3 separate regions of the Sus scrofa genome follow, and all the other regions are linked to region 3. The links are chromatin contacts, called in public Hi-C and promoter capture Hi-C maps. All regions are on one chromosome and are shown on one strand. The core of a region is the stretch at or near the end of the contact, and the rest is flanking DNA. Distances in the headings are between cores, read along the strand shown. Region 1 has its middle 25 kb from the start of ENTPD4. Region 2 holds the start of ENTPD4 (ectonucleoside triphosphate diphosphohydrolase 4). Region 3 holds the start of NKX3-1 (homeobox protein Nkx-3.1).

The links. Promoter capture Hi-C pulls out the DNA fragments that hold promoters and counts their contacts. Hi-C and Micro-C count contacts between places; a contact is called where the count stands out from the background.
Region 1: a contact with region 3 is called in a Hi-C map of epiblast stem cells, with 2.0 times the contacts expected there. The contact joins the enhancer-like site here to the promoter of NKX3-1 in region 3. A contact is called at or near these places in 2 of 5 promoter capture datasets (fetal liver and liver) and 9 of 47 Hi-C or Micro-C datasets (blood, epiblast stem cells, fetal liver and 6 more).
Region 2: a promoter capture Hi-C map of fetal liver shows a contact between it and region 3, with 2.9 times the contacts expected there. The contact joins the promoter of ENTPD4 here to the promoter of NKX3-1 in region 3. A contact is called at or near these places in 2 of 5 promoter capture datasets (fetal liver and liver) and 6 of 47 Hi-C or Micro-C datasets (blood, fetal liver, mesenchymal stem cells and 3 more).

Annotation. Positions count from the first base shown.
Region 1 is chr14:7,627,997-7,630,831 of Sscrofa11.1, reverse strand. No RefSeq gene overlaps it. Among named protein-coding and RNA genes, the nearest start is that of ENTPD4, 25 kb to the right of the region's middle. Within about 2 kb of position 1,376, at least 9 of the 83 cell types and tissues checked have an H3K27ac peak or open chromatin away from gene starts, as enhancers often do. A contact at or near this core is called in epiblast stem cells and fetal liver, where this site is marked.
Region 2 is chr14:7,602,829-7,605,747 of Sscrofa11.1, reverse strand. It overlaps ENTPD4 (ectonucleoside triphosphate diphosphohydrolase 4), which reads left to right and starts at 1,284. Exons shown (of 15, transcript XM_021072268.1): 1 at 1,284-1,491.
Region 3 is chr14:7,785,562-7,788,776 of Sscrofa11.1, reverse strand. It overlaps NKX3-1 (homeobox protein Nkx-3.1), which reads left to right and starts at 1,741. Exons shown (of 2, transcript XM_003483391.4): 1 at 1,741-2,145. The coding sequence starts at 1,821.

The DNA.
Region 1 (2,835 bases), core at 127-2,626, 160 kb after region 3:
TATGGGTTTGCTTGTATTATTATTCTTTTATTTTTTTGGCTTTTTAGGGCCACACTTACGGCATATGGAGGTTCCCAGGCTAGGGGTCGGAGCTGTAGCTGCTAGCCTACCCCACAGCCACAGCAACATGAGATCCAAGGTGTGTCTGTGACCTACACCGCAGCTCACGGCAATGCTGGATTCTTAACCCACTGAGGGAGGCCAGGGATGGAACCTGGGTCCTCATGAATGCTGGTCAGATGCATTTCCACTAAGCCACGACAGGAATGCCTATTATGATTCTTTACTTTATACATGCATCATTTCCATCAATACCACCTACTCCCTGAATTAACTGACAGACAGTAATCCCTCACATGTATGTATTTCTCAAAGTACTTTCATACATGTTATCAAGTGCCATCTCCCTGTAACCTATGATGGTGCCACGCCTGGGAGATTCAGAGGTGTTAACAAGGGAACTGCAAAGATTTAGCTACAATTATCCCTGTTTAGGACGAGGAAGAACTGCATTCAAGTCAAAGGGGTAACAGTAGAGATTGCTTAAATAAAATACATCTCATCTGTATGTCCTATCATCATAAATGTGGCAAAAGAACACATGATGATGTAAAAATTATTCATGCCAAATTAAATGAAAAAGGAAAAGTTACTCAAAAGTACAGAAAGTATGAATCTCTTGTGGTTTTTCTTTCCCTTTTGGTATATTATGTTTATTAAAAAGACCAGAAAGACAACATCAAAATATTAATGTTTGTTATTGCTGAAGAGAGCAAAGCTAAGTCATTTTCCTTCTTTGGGTTTGAATTTTCTGAATGTTACAGAATGAACACATATGACTTGTCATTATGGAAAGGTTACTGTTTAAGAACAGAATACGTAATTCAGTTATATTTAAAAGAGCAGTAGATTAACGGAAGAACTAAGCGGCGCGCGCGGGGGGAGGGGAGTTCTTTGTATTTTTCAGGCTTTTCCAAATTTTCTGTTCTGAGAGCAATATGTTTGGGGAAGATGGTTCAGAGAGGAAACTGAGGCACGGGCAGGCCCGGTCCCACCCACACCTCTGCCTGCCCTGCCAGAACTAGAGCAGGTGGGGTCAGTTCTCCCCAGAGCTGCCTCCTTTCGGGTTCATTCCTGACCCCTGACTTAGAGCTCCAGGCTGTGACTGTCCCATAATAACAGGGTGCAGTCCCGAGCCTTTCTGCGCATTCCTGACCAAAGAGCAGCGAGATGAGGCCAAGGGAGGAGAAGAGAAACGGGCTGCAAAACCTGGTGTGTGTTGCGGTGATGGTGGGGACGCTGGCCCCATCCCCCACCCCACCACACCCCACCCCTACTACCCACCCCCTACCGGCCCCACCACACCACGTCCCCCACCCCCAAGAGACGTCACCCAGACAGTCCTTAGGGGCGGGGAGCCAGCCCGAAGATGCAGATTCGCAGCCATAGCGCCATCGCGCCATCGCAGTTGCCAGCAGGAGGGAGGAGTGAGCCGCGCAGCCAGGCGTGTCCACAGGAGATAGCCGCCCACCAGCCCAGATATGTGGGCCCCCCTGGGCTACTTCCCCAACCCGTGTGTCTGGAACAAAAAAACAAAAAGGGAACAAACAAAAACAAACAGTCATGGGAAACAAAACAAAGGAAAAAAGAAAAGGAAGAATGAGAGAAAAATACTTTCTCGATTTGATGGCAACCTAGGAGACAGGCAGCAAGGAGAGTGCTGTGGCCAATAGGCAAAGCTGCGGGTTAGAGCCACGGGCCAAGAGTCCCTGTTTCACCCACTGCTTACAACTATATGACCCAAGGTATGTCCCCGTCCCTTGGCAGTGCCCCTTTTGCAAGAGGCCAGCATCACCAAAGGGATAAGAAGGTGTCCTTGCTTCCGGAAGGGGTTTACTGTTGCATGTGGGCCTCCATGCCCAGGAAAGGAGCCAGGGGTTTGGCCACTTAGCCTGTTTGGACCGATTGACAAGGAAGATGGCTGTCGCTGTCAGGCTCACTGCTTCCAGGTCTGCAGGGGAACAAAGAGCTCCCAGCTTGGCGATGCCACACAGGGAGGCTCTGCTGGGTGGCCAGCCCTTGCCCTGTTCTGTCCTGTGTATGAGGACAGAGTCAGGCCCGGGCTGCTCTCCCAGGACAGGCCAATCAATTGAGAGACAAGCTGTCGGGACAAGGAATAATGACTTTATTCTGAAAGCCAGCAGACCAAGAAGATGGTGGACTTGAGTCCCGAAGAATCATGGCCGAGTTAGACATCAGGCTTCTTTGGGAAGAGGGTAAGTCCTGGTTTAGGCCAGTCTCTGGAGGGGATATGTTAATTTCTCCCTTCCTGCAGCCCTTCACAGGTGGGCCTGGTCAGGATGTTTCCTGGGGAGGCGGGGTTCCCAGAGATGGGCCATTGTGTATAAAATAAGTTTTGGGCAACATCCCTTTAGTGATTAACTTGTAACACAAAGGTCCTTCCCTATTACACCTTGACTTGCGCCTTAGCTGTGCTGATTAGATTTTTGCATTATACTGTTCAAACCCGTGTTCATCAGCAAAAGGATTGCAATCAAAACGGTCATTATTTCAGGCAGTAATTCATAGAGTCGGTGGTTATTCCAAGAAGATAATATGTGTGATAAATGTCATCATTGTGACTCACAATTACACAAAAAGCACAAACACATCCAAGACCTATTGCAAAACTGAAATGCACATGTTAGCTCCTTCTCAAAGAAGAAATAATAAACCATGAATTGTCTTTCTGTTTACACATCTGGTCCCAAAGCTAAGATGCCTCATTCCAGTCACTCCTCCAAACACCAGTGCCATTTCTTGTTCCAAAGAAAA
Region 2 (2,919 bases), core at 35-2,534, 180 kb after region 3:
TGGTTTGGTGGGGGAGGGGTGGCACTAAATCCAATACGCCTGCTGTCTTTTTAAGAAGAGGGGCATTTGGACACAGACATACAGGAGAGCATTTTGTAACAACAGCGCCAGAGACTAGGGTAATGCATCTACAAACCAAGAAATGTTGAAGATTGCCCACAATGACCGGAAGCTGAGATGAAGCAAGGAAGCATCCTCCCCTAGACAATTGAGAGAGAACACAGCCCCACCAACACCTTGATTTCAGACTTCTGGCCTCCAGAACTGTGAAAAAATAATTTTCTGTCATTTTAAGCTACCCAATTTAGGGTCATTTGTTATAGCTGTTCTAGGAAACGTACACCATGCTACATGTTGTCATATTTTCTCTACACTTCTTTTCTTAGCTCTGATCAGATATTCATTACTTACGAATTATAAGGAAATATTGATGGTGTGATAATACTAGTCTGGCATTTTAGGGGAGCTCTCCTTCAGAGAGAGACTATCATAGTACAAAGCAGTATCTCTAATGGTAAGGACTTTGAAAGGCATACAATTATGAAGGGGCCTGGTCCTAAAATCACAGCATGAAGGTGCCCATGTATCTCTGGGCAGCAGTGTACTCGTTAAAAAGAGAGAGGGGAGAAGAAAAGGATAAAAAGCCATGGTTCTCGAAGTCTCTTCCAGCTCAGTGATTACAGGGCATTTTATTGTTGTGGTTGTTAAGCCAGAGAGTGAGGTTGTGAGCTAAGTACCAGGTCGTGGGGTCAATCTCAGGAACTGGTGCTGTCCATTTTACTATCTCTTCTCATAACTTTTCGTGTGTTGGGGGTGCTCTGTCTAACTCAGAATAGGCTCTGATATATGCAACTTTTGGCAAGGACGAAATCTTGATTCTTACTAATTATGGTGGACTTTGAGAATGTCAGTGAATGAGTGTGAGATTTCGTTTCCCACTTGTAAATTAGGGATAGCTACTGGCAACGCTGTAAAAAAAAAAACAAGAGTTGAGCAAAAATGCCGTTTCCTAGGTTTTCAAGTGCTGTTTTCCATAATCCTAAGAAGCACAAAGGAAAGATGAACTGCGATGTTATAGCACTTTGCGGCTCGCTAACAACCACACAGGCCAGGACGCGTGGTAACCCAGCCACAGCATTCGCTACTTCTGTGATGCAACTTTCACTTTTGGCACTCTCGGAGCCCAGCTGCGCGCTCTGGGTTCTGCCAACAGCCAGGCTCTCGGCTGCCAGTCACCGCGGCGGCAGGCCCCGCCCACGGCGCAGGCCCCGCCCCTAGACGTGCGCGCTCCCGGCGCGAGCGGTGACGCGACGCGAGTGGGGGCCGAGCGGCGGTGGGGCTCTCGGAAAGGAGCCGAGCTTCTGGGAAGCCGCCCCCGGGAAGCCGCGTCCGCGTTGCCGGCGCTGCCTCGCTGCGGTGGCGGTGATGCGCTCCGCCGGTGGATACCCGCTGCCGGGAGCCGAGACCGACAAGTCGGACGCTGCCAAGCAGGTGAGGCTGCCTTTCCGGCGCACGCGGACGGGGAGGGTGGGCTGCTGAAGCGTCCGGCCGGCGCGGGGACTGTTGGAGCGGGGCCCGGCCGGGCGGCGAGGCCGCGGACTAGCAGCTCTGCCCCGGGGGTCCTCCCCACCGCCCCTGCTGCGCGGCGGCCGTCAGCGCCCGTGACCTGGGGCGGCAGGTGCTGTCCCCCGGCCTCTGGCGGGAGATACCTGGCAGTCGTGCTGTCGCACCCTCTCCGGTGACCGAGCTGGATTTTCCCTCTCTGACACGTAGTGAGCGCGGATCTGGCCCGCACTGGGGAGGGACCTGGCTGGGGAGAGGATGCTGCCCCGAGGACCTCGCGGTTTCTGCCTGCCACCTTGTCGTGACATTTACAAATCAGCATCATTTTTCGCTTTGCTCTGCTTTTACTGCGTTTCATGGTTTAGATTTCTCTAAAATCTCAATCTAATTAGCTCCATTGAAACAATAGAGCTAATTGAGCGATAAAGTGATGGTAAGAGCAGTGTTTCTCAAACTTGAGTAATACGTGGACACCTCTTAAAGGGACAGTTCGCTTTTTCTCTGGAATTTGTCTCAGAACCCACAGGGGTTCTCAGATCCTAGTTAGATGAACACAGGTTTAGAGCATTTTGGAGAACATTTATCACTATTAGGAAAGAAAAGGAATGCTTTACAATTCAGAAACTTCCATGCTAGAGAATAAACTAGGTTGTTAATTCTAATTTAGAGATTCTGCTTTGTGTAATGAAAATAACTAATTTTCCAGCCTTGGAGAGGCCTAAAAGAATTAAATTCTTTGTATTATCTTCCATTTGATGTTATTATGTCTTTGTATCAGGTCTCTTCGTGCTGTTTGACACATCAGCAGAATTATAAAATGGAATATTAATTTGTTTAAGTAGTTTAATTGTTTATTTCTGTATTTACCTGCCCATTGATTTATCACTTGTATTCGTCGCATATTGAACCTATGGCTAACGTTCTTCCAGGCCTAAAAGGAATGCATGCTCTCAACCCTTGTGTATACATGTAGTCTGGAAAGAAAAAACAAAAGGAAAGTTGATCTACGTATTTATATTCTGCACATACTTATTCAGAATATTTATTTAAAATAGACTACACATGAGTAAAGGGCAGATTAAGAGTGTGGGAAAACATCAGGAAGTATAACAAGCTAAATCTTGGCAAAGAAAAATATTGACCTGGGCTTTGAAAGAAGTATAATATTGTGAGCAGAACATGGGACTGAGTGGCAAGAGACTTAAGTAAAGGCCCAGGGCAAGAATGAGAATAGCTTGATTGCAGGCGGAGGAGAGACCTGCCTAACTACAGCAGAGAGATGCTATCTGGGGCTGAGGGGAGAACAGGTTAGTGAGATAAGATGGAACCATTTGATGGATGGAAGCTCTCAGATGC
Region 3 (3,215 bases), core at 492-2,991:
TTTATGTTCACACAAAAACCTGTACATAAATGTCCACAGCATTTTCATTCAAAATAGAAAAAAAAAAAACCCACTAAAATAAAACAAACAAAACTGGAAACAGACCACTTGTCCCTCAGTGGCTGGATGGTTAGCAAACTTGGTAGAGCCATACAGTGGAACAGGATTCAACAATTTTTTAAAAAAAGTATTCACTACTAATACATCCAACAATCTGAGTGGCCTCAGGATCATTATACTCAGAGGATAAAGAAAAAAAAAACCCAACAATTTCACAAGGTTACATACTATATGATGTTTGAGTCTATTTACATAACATTCTCCAGATAGTAAAATTATAGAAATGGAGATCAGATTAGTGGTTACCAGGGAGCTGCAATGGAGAGAAGGGATTTGGGTACACAAATACAAAGAGATAGCACAGAGAGTTCTTTTGTGGTGATGGAACAATTCTGTATCTTGATTGTGGCTTTATAAGGATCTATTCATGTGATAAAATTGCATAGGGCTACACACACATACACCTGAATGCAAGCTTTTAAATGGTGAAAATAAAATAAGGTCTGTAGCCTAGTTAATGGTGCATATTAATGCCAATTTCCAGGGTTTTACATTATACCAAAGTTATATATAATATGTCATCACTGGGGGAAGCTAAGGGTATGGATTTTGCAGCTTCCTGGGAATTTATAACTATTTCAAAAGAAAAAGTTAGAATTTTTTACAAAAAAAAAATGAGAGAAGAAAACCATTTTTGGTGAAAAATTTCCCATTGCACAGGGTGGTTCTCTTTAGCTGTTGCTTTATCCACAGTAACTTTACTCCCACCCCAAACGCACAACATACCAACTTTTTGAAAGGTTTCCAATCAAATGAAAGGTGTCTTAGACTAGGATGTACAGAGAAATAAAAATAGTTCAAAAGAACACTGGTATACTCTTTTTTAAATTCACCAATTAATATTTTAACCCCTTCACTTCATCATATAGGATCTATCTGCCCATCTATATCTTTGTTTCTGAACCAACTGAGGGCAAGTTACACAAATTGTGGGACTTTGCCCTTACATACTTTAGCGTTTATTTCCTAAGAATATTCTTTTACGCAGTCACAGTGTTGTTAGCAACTTCAATAATGTTAGCACTGATTCAATACTTTGTCATCGTCCTATTCCACTTTCATCAATTGCCCCAATAAAGTCCAGTATAGAAGGCAACCTGGGGCCAGATGCTGCACTTAGCTGTCATGTCTTTTCAAAAGCCTTAGATTTAGTAGGTTCAGCTTTGCTATCAATGTCTCCCTGTCACTGGGCACCCAGAATTCTTATCTGTGAAGTGGGATGGTGTTAACTGCCTCAACTATTTCTTTTCGTGAGTAAAGGGACTTTAACAGTCCTCTAAGAGCTAAATGGAGTGTTTCTCTGCTGCATCATGATTCTCCAGAAACAGCGAAACTTATTTTGTGGGTTGGGGCAAGAGGAGACTCGCTTTGGTTTTCTCTTCCAGCCTGAGAAAACGACGTAGCGGGGAGGGAGGCGAGATCGGATTCAGGAGAAGAACGAAAGTGGAAAGGAATCTCTCTGGAAGACCAGGCCGAGACAGTGCTAGACTCCCCTTTTCCCCTCACCTGGAGGGCCCAGCGACCAATCAGCGGCGGGGTTCGGGAGTACGGCCAATGGGAAGGCGGCGCGGCGCCCCCCCCCCCCCCCGGGTTATAAGTGCACCCGGGCCGCGGAAAGTGAAAGTGGTGCGGCCGCAGCCGGCGCAGCCTGGGCGCAGATGCCCGGGCCTCTGCTCAGGCGCGGGTGCTGAGCCGCCAGGATGCTCCGGGCTCCCGAGCTACGGCCGGGGGAGGGGGGGACGGCAGGCTGCAGCCCCCGCGCCGCACCACCCATCCAGTCCAAGCCGCTTACCTCCTTCCTCATCCAGGACATCCTACGGGACCGCACGGAGCAGTGCGGAGGCCAAGCGGGCAGCCCGCAGCCGCAGCCACCGCCGCAGCCCCGGCGCCAGCCAGACCAGAGGCGAGACCCTGAGCCGGAGCCCAAGGGAGGAAGAGGCAGCGCCGGGGCGCCTGAGGACCATAGGAGCGCCCGGCCCCGCGCCGCGCGGAGGGAGGCCGAGCCGCCGGCAGAGACCGAGCCAGGTAAGCTAGCGAGGTTGGGGAGGCCGGTCTGGGCCGGGGTGGGTCCCACAGGAAGGGCAGCCGGCCCGCGGGCTACACCGCATGAGAGCGTGTGCTAGGCGGACCTCCTGGATCTCTGCTGCAGAGATGCGGGAGCCGGTGGCGACAGGCAAAGAGACCTCACCGCCTCCGCTGCGGGCGCGCCTGGGAAATTAATCCTGAACCCCAGCGTCTGGGCGGCGCAGGATTTAGACATGGGCTTGACTCGCCGGGCAAGGTGCTCCCTGCGCCGCTAGGAGACCCAGGCTCAAGGGTGAGCGCACAACACAGCGCCCACCGTGCCCCAGGGTCCCAGGTGGAAAACCCCCACACCGCTCCCAGCCACCGCGGGACCCACAATCGACGCTAGCCTCATGTTACCTCTTGGCAGTTACAATAACAAGTTACTGACAGTAACTTATTAATATTAATAAACTAGGATTTGACCTGCAAAGACTCCCTTTGCTTCCCAGTCCCATGGGCAATAAAACAGTAAATTTAGGAGCCCCTCTGGTCTTGAGGACATGTAACACCGTCGGAACATTTGCAGTAGACTTTCTTTTCTTTCTTTCTTTCTTTTTTTTTTTTTTTTTTGGGTAGTTAAAATTGGTACATAACATTATATTAGTTTCAGGTGCGCAACATAATATTTGATATTTATATACACTACAAAGTGATCACCACAATAAGTCTATGTATCATTACCATTCAATTGACTGCCTTCTTACAAGGCATCCTAATGGCTCATTTAAGAAGTGGGGGGGGGGGTTTAGAGCAAGTGAATGAACTCTCTACCACGGAAGCCCTCTCTTGCCACCAGGGCATTAACACCAGATGCCTCTGGGGCCTGCTTTTCCAGGTATCTTATTTCTCAGAGCCTGCCCTGCCTCCCTTCTCCCTCCTCTCCTCAACACATGGATCCAGAATCCCTATTTAATTCTACTGGACAATGTGGCAGGAAGTTCTACCACTAACCTCTCCTACCTTGGGGTCTTGATGACTCCTGGAAAATGAATACATGGTCTAAGTTGACACTCATGCCCCACTCATAG